2 separate regions of the Mus musculus genome follow, and region 2 is linked to region 1. Evidence: chromatin contacts called from public Micro-C data. All regions are on one chromosome and are shown on one strand. Each heading gives the region's core, a stretch centred on a gene start, on an enhancer-like site or on the middle of the called end of the contact. The rest is flanking DNA. Distances are from core to core; before and after follow the strand shown.

Region 1 (3,318 bases), core at 287-2,786:
TTTAAGGTTTCAGTTTATTAAATAAAGGAAACAAACTCTATTCCTTTTGTGTGGTAACGTTGTCTCTGGGGGAATATATACATTATAATTATCCCCTCATTTTAAATGTGTTTCTTACTTACTAAGTAATTCTTAGAATCATAGTATCCAAAATCCTGAAACTCCATTAAGGTTAAAGACCAAAGCCTCCCATCCACTAGCTGATTGATTCCTGCTGTGTTATGGATAGGTAGATCGATAGATAGATAGATAGATAGATAGATAGATAGATAGATAGATAGATAGACAGACAGATAGAGATATACATATATTTATATATATGTATATATATATATAAATACAGATATAGATGTACCATATACATCTTTTTTAAGAGTTATTTCTTTATTAATATATATACAGTTCTCTGTGCATGCATGCTTACACACCAGAAGAGGGCACCAGCTCAAATAGGTGGCTGTAAGCCACCATGTGGTTGCTGGGAATTGAATTCAGGCCCTCTAGAAGAACAACAGCTAGTGCTTTTACCCTCTGAGCCATCTCTCCAGCCCTCATTCAAATTCCTGTGCATAACACTTTTCAGGAATTACATTTGTAATTACTCTGTGCCTTGTTCATTTTCACTGTAGATTGAATGCTCGGCATATCAATGTAAGTTTTTCTCTTCCATTATTCTTTAGCCTCCCTAAGCTGATGTGATCCCAGTGCAGTGGTGTCCGTGAGCATATGTCCCCCATCTTAGTATAAGAGATTGAGGTAGTATGCAGCCTTCACACTGACTAGATCATACCAAAGAGAAAGATGGACCCCTTTTTGGTGGTTTTACTGAGCACAGTGACTCTGTCTTGGCTTCTTAAATGTCCCAAGTATTTCTGTCTATAAAGTAGAGGCAGTAGGTTGCCTCTACCTAAAAAGGAAAATGGTAACTGGAAATAGATTTTTTCAGATATTTTAATATAGAGAAGTAGATATCAACTCCAGCTGTATATTGAATCTTATATTCTAGAAAGTATGTAAATAAACCTTTTATTATGAACTGAAAGCTTTCTGGTCCATGTAAATTGAATCAAGAAAGAGTAGTCTAGTGACAGGATGGGTAAACATAATAATTCACGTGTGATGAAGTTGCCAAGATAATTTAATGTAGAAAAGTCTTCTTCAAATAAACACTGTTTGAGGTTCATATGAGAAAAACCTACCTACCCCTGACCCATACATTACATCATACTCAAAGTTAAGGGACTTATAATAGTATTTATGGAAATATTAAAATGTAACCTTATGGAATAACCCCAAGTCTTGGAGTTAAATACTATTTTTGTGTATGTATGCGACAGGAAAAATATCAAAGGAAATAGGTAAATGCGACTTTATCAAAATTTCAAAGTTTGGGCTGGGGATGTAGTTCAGTTGGTAGAGTGGTTGCCTAATGTGCAGAGTCTTAGATTCTTTCCAGCACCACAGTAAATGCTCTTCATCTCTGGGCCATCTCTCCTGCCCATACATGGAATTGTAACAAAACCACTGGAACTGAAACTAGAGACCTTTAGTGCCTATTCCTTCCTTGTGTCGAGGAAGAGCAATGCTTTAGACATATGCTCACTGTTTCACAAACGAAGAATTTGAAAGTGTAATGAAGGATGAGAATAAAATAAAAGCCCGTATTTATGACTCTATAAAGTGAAGTAGTATGTTCTGAGGTCTGGTCAAAGGTAGAGAGTAGCTGATCCAGACACTTACATATAATTGTAAAGGGACACACACAGTGTCTCATAAAGACCCAGCAAATAGTTACCTTGTTTCTTGGTATGTTCTAACTAAAAGAGGTGAGATTGTTTGGATTTTTACACATACATTATTTGTGAATAGATGTTGTCTTCTAGTTGGTTTGCCTTTTCTCTCACCCTATTAAATTGATTGACCATTAAAATAATGTTGAGGACTCAGAGCAGGGCGGTGCTGACTGCATTCCCTCTTATGTTCTGTATGAGGTTTGTTAAGTCTTCAGAAATTCCACTACCATAAGCGTCACTTAAAGGTCAGTATGAACTGTTGTGTCTAAAATAACTTGAGTCACAGCTGGACAGTGATTCCAGCCCCTTCATATGAGCTCATTGTGGGTTTTGTGGTTTAGCCTTTATAGGCTAGCCCTGAGAAATGTTCAGGGTTCTACCTTCAATTCTCAAAGTCTGAGCTATGTCCCTAATCAATCAGCCTTGGGGGTGTGCATTCAATACACTATCCCTGTCTAAGACAGGTGTTTGAGTGGTTTGTGGGGCAACTCCTGAACCCAAACATGTTATGTTTGAACATGGCTATTCAGACTTTTCATTTCTTGTAGCAGCTTTGTTAGTTTGTCTCTTTCAAGGATTTTATCCATCTCTTGTGCTTTCATATTAAGTTCTGCATTTCTGTTATACTGCTATCTCCTTTTCCATTCTCATTATTAGAGCTTTGTTCTTGTCTGGCTGGCTAGGAACATGTCAAGCCTTAAGATTTTGAAGGCCACTTCATTTTCTATTAATTAAGTGATTTTCACTATTTGCTTTTTTATACTCAGGGACAAATTTGCTCTAGCCACTATAGATCATTTAAGACCAATATTAGTACCTGAAACTCTCAGTCTGTATTGCTGTTGACAGCTGTGTGCTATTCAGTTTTTCCTCACCTTTTCAGCCTTTTCTTATTCATTTTAGCTCCTGAATTGGTTTTGTAGCTTTATCAGTTTTTAGCTAATGTTAAAATATGTAACAACCCACTTTAATAACAACACTTAATGTATACTGTTTTTAATGCCTTATAAAAGTATACCAACTATCTTATTATTTGAGCTTTAATTCATATTTTGATTTTAAGTGTTTTCTTCTTAACAGTCAGATTTTAAATACTTTTTGTAAAACTTCCTTCGTTTTCATGTAAACACATCTCATTAGGTTTACGCCCCTTCAATGTAAAGGCTAAGTGCAGTCTCATGTTTTCAATCTGAGTCTAGTTCACAATAAGGAGTTAAAAGAACTTCCTTTTTGAAAATAAATTTAGAAGATTACATCATTTCCTATTAACTGCTCCATCATGGTGGTTTGAATGAGATTCTTCCCCACCTGACCCAAGTCTTAGATATTTGAATATTTGGTTCCCCAATTGGAGGCTGTTTGGGAGAATTAGGTGTGGTTTTACCATATGACTGATGTTTTAAGAGTATGCATCACTTTCGAGTTCTCTCTGCTTCCTGTTTGTGGATCAAGATGTGCACCCCCAGCTGCTGCGTCAGTGCCACGCCTGCTTGCCTGCCTGCTGTCATGTTCCCCACCATGATAG
Region 2 (3,665 bases), core at 262-2,761, 220 kb after region 1:
TGTAGTTCATTCCAAATATAGTCAAGTTGACAACCAGGAATAGTGACTACAAACTCCATGTCTTTTCTTTCTCTTCCTCTTTAAAAAATAAACATGAAACGTGTACACACATGCACACATACACACACACACACACACACACACACACACACATTCATACACACATACAAAATCGTACCCCTTCCCCAATGTTGGGAACCAAAGTACAAAAGCAAAAGACCAAGAAGACAAAACAACAAACAGTTTGAGACACAGTCTATGAAAATACCATTGAATTAATTCTCTGTTGGCCATGTTGTAGACCTGGAACCTACACTGAAGTATGGTTAGCATACCTGTTTATATTCCATTGGAGAAAACTAACTTTTTCTTTTGCAAGTGGGTACCAATTTTACATAGCTTCTTGGTTAGAAATGAGAGACTGTGTCCCCTTCCCCAATCAGTACTGGGGCTCTGTGACTTGAACCCGTGTAGGCTGTGTGTGCAGCTATAGTCTCTGTGCCTCAGTCCTTTTGTGTCTGGAGGACACTGTTTCTTGGAGTCATCCTTATAACCTTTCTGCTTCTTCTTCCACAGAGTTTCCTGAGTCCTAATGGAAGGATTTGATGAAGACATCCCATTTAGGAGTGAGTACTCCAAAGTCTCTTTCTGCCCATTGTACAATTGTGGGTATCTATGTTGGTTCCTATATAGTTCAAGAAGTTTCTCCTATGATGAGCAAACATCTGATCTGTGAGTATAGTGGTATGTCAGGAATAACTTTATTGCAATGTTTCTTTAGTAGAAGAACTGTGGAGAGCCGTGCCGTGAGCAATCGCCATTATAAGATGGCGCTGGCTTCCACTGCGCCTAACTAGTAAATAAGCCTTATGCGCAAGTGCAAGAGTGAACTCACGCCTAGTCACTGCCCATCTCTCGGCGTAGTAATGGGGTGATGGGCGAGCAAAGAATCAGGAGCTGCCACGCCACATCAGGTGCTGAAACGTCAAGCTGCGGGCTATATAAGCAGCGCCATTTTCCCGGTTCGGGGTCTTCCCTCCTGATAAGTAAGCAATAAAAGCTTTGCCGCAGAAGATTCCAGTTGTCCTGGGTGTGTTCTTGCTGGCGGGGACAAAAGCTCGGGCAATACAGAACAATAGTATTTTGTTTTCTCATAGGCCCATGGCCTATTTAGTATCAGATTCTTTGATGAATTCCTCTATAGACTGGGCTTTACACTCAATCAGATAGTGGTTGGTTACTTCCACATTTGTGTGGTTACTGTACCAGTATATCTCATGGGCAGGTCACCATTTTAGTAATAGTGTTTTTAACTAGATGGTAATTGACTTTTTCCTTTGGTAGCATGTAGGGTACCTTCCAGTACCATGAACTCTAGTCATTAGGGGACCAAGGTTCTAGTTAGGCACCAGTTTGACTTCTCTGTGTTGTTTTTAGCAACAGGGCCTTGCTACCAGTTTGTGGTGAGTGAGCCATAGCCTGAGATATCTGTGGTTTTCATGGGTCCCCACTGGTGAATGACTCAAGTAGATGTAACACATTCCTTGCACTGGAGGTCTTACTTGGTGGTGTAACATGTATACTTGGGGCTTTGTGTCCACCATTATTTAGTGACTGCATTTAGATTCCTTTCATATATATATGTATATATGCATATATGTATATATGCATATATGCATATATATATGTATGTATGCCTATATATATGTATATATGTGTATATATATATGTATATATATATATATGGAAGCTCTAACAGAAGCTGGTTTCCCTCAAATGCCCCAATGTTAGCTCTCCCTCCTCCCTTTCCTTCTCTTCTCTGTCCTGTTCCTCTTCCCATTTAATCCTCCCATTCCAGTCCCTTCTATTTCTCTCTATAATAATATATTGTATATCCCCATTCTAGGAAGATCATTTCCTTCCCACTAGTCTGTTACTACTCATCTATCCTCTGTGATTATACAGATTATAGCATGTATATCCAAGACTTCAAAGCATCCACATATAAGAGATACCTTTTTTTTTTTTTCTTTTGCTATCCCCACATGTTTGCCTTTTTGGCTTTGTGTTACCTCACTCAGGATAATTTTTTTCTTGTAACATCTGTTAACCTATGAATTTTTAATTTCAGTTTTTAAAACAGATGAATAATATTCCATTGTATGAATTGCCATATTTTATTATCCATTCATCAGTTGATGAACATCTAGGTTGTTTCCAATTTCTGGGTATTACAAATAGAGCAGAATGAACATTGTTGAATACAATCTCTGCAATAAGATGTAAAGTCCAGACACTCTGAACCTGTAGAAGAAAAAGTAGCTGATAGGCTTGAATTCATTGGCACAGGAAAACACTTTTTTAATAGTACACTTCTGTCTTATGGTTTTTATTGCTTTGAAGAGACACTACAATCATGGCCGGTCTTATAAAGGAAAACATGTAATAGGGGCCGGCTTACAGTCAGAGGTTTAGTCCTTCCTGCCTGGCATCATGGCAGGAAGCATGGTAGCACATAGGCAGACTCGGTGCTGGAGATGTAGTTGGGAGTTCTACATCTGGATCTTCACACAGCAGGAAGAGAAAGAGAGGAGAGAGAGAGAGAGAGAGAGAGAGAGAGAGAGAGAGAGAGAGAGAGAGAGAGAGAGAGAGAGAGAGAGTCTTAATCATTTGAAATCCCAAAGCCCATCCCCAGTGATATAGTTTCCCTAACTGACCATGCCTACTCCAACAAGACCCCTTAAGAGCCTATCGGGGTCATTTCTGTTCAATTACCAGAACTGATCGCACAGGCACCAGGACCAACAATTCAGAAAAACGACCTCATGCAGCTGAAAAGCTTGTATGGTTAAGGACACCATCATTTGGGCAAAGCATCAGGCTACAAATGGAAAAAGATCTTTACTAATTGCACATCTGATGCAGGTTTAGTAACTAAACTATGTAAAGAACTAAAAATACTGGCTATCAAGAAAAGATACAACCCAGTTAAAAACCAGGTGAAAACTAAGTAGGGGGTTCTCAAACATAAATGAGAGAAACACTTGAGATGTTCCACTTCCTTATTCATCAGGGAAGTGAAAATTAAAACCACTTTGACATTTCATTTTTATGCTAGTTAGAATGGCCAGGATCAATGAAGGAAGTGACAGATCATGCTGGCAAGGATCTAGGGAGAGAGAAAACTTACTCTTTGCTGCTGGGGGTACAAATTTGTACAGCTACTATGGAAATCAGTGTGGTAGTTCCTCAGGAAACTGGGAATAGTTCCTCTTCAAGATCCAGCTATGTCATTCTTGAGCATATACCAGAAGAACTCTAAATCCTCTACCTCAGTGGTTTCCAACCTTCCTGATAGGAAACCTTCTAATACAGTTCCTCATGTTGTGGTAACCCCCAACTTTCATTGCTACTTATAACTGTAATTTTGCTACTGTTATTAATTGTAATGTATCTGTGCTTTCTGATAGTATTAGGTGACAGCTGCGAAAGGGTCTTTCAGCTCCAAAGGAGTTGGGACCCACAGGTTGAGAACTGCTGTTTTATCCAGGAGATTCAAATATACAATTGTGACAGTTAATGTTGGTAGTTGTGTTATTGAGTTTTTGTCAACTTAACACAAATTAGGATCATCTGGGAAGAAGAAACCTCAATTGAAAAAGTAA

What was found. A called contact is a pair of places that touch in the nucleus more often than the background predicts.
Region 2: a contact with region 1 is called in a Micro-C map of muscle stem cells, with 2.7 times the contacts expected there. The contact joins two enhancer-like sites. A contact is called at or near these places in 1 of 39 promoter capture datasets (hippocampal neurons), 3 of 484 Hi-C or Micro-C datasets (muscle stem cells and myocytes), 1 of 115 datasets of contacts at active chromatin or transcription factors (CD8 T cells) and 2 of 9 other capture datasets (adipose tissue and liver).

Annotation. Positions count from the first base shown.
Region 1 is chr4:15,992,550-15,995,867 of GRCm38.p6, forward strand. It overlaps Nbn (nibrin), which reads left to right. Exons shown (of 16, transcript NM_013752.3): 16 at 1-40. Among named protein-coding and RNA genes, the nearest start is that of Osgin2, 20 kb to the right of the region's middle. Within about 2 kb of position 1,537, at least 46 of the 459 cell types and tissues checked have an H3K27ac peak or open chromatin away from gene starts, as enhancers often do. A contact at or near this core is called in muscle stem cells, where this site is marked.
Region 2 is chr4:16,210,285-16,213,949 of GRCm38.p6, forward strand. It overlaps A530072M11Rik (RIKEN cDNA gene A530072M11), which reads left to right. Exons shown (of 7, transcript NR_045765.2): 3 at 577-626. Among named protein-coding and RNA genes, the nearest start is that of A530072M11Rik, 48 kb to the left of the region's middle. Within about 2 kb of position 1,512, at least 15 of the 459 cell types and tissues checked have an H3K27ac peak or open chromatin away from gene starts, as enhancers often do. A contact at or near this core is called in muscle stem cells, where this site is marked.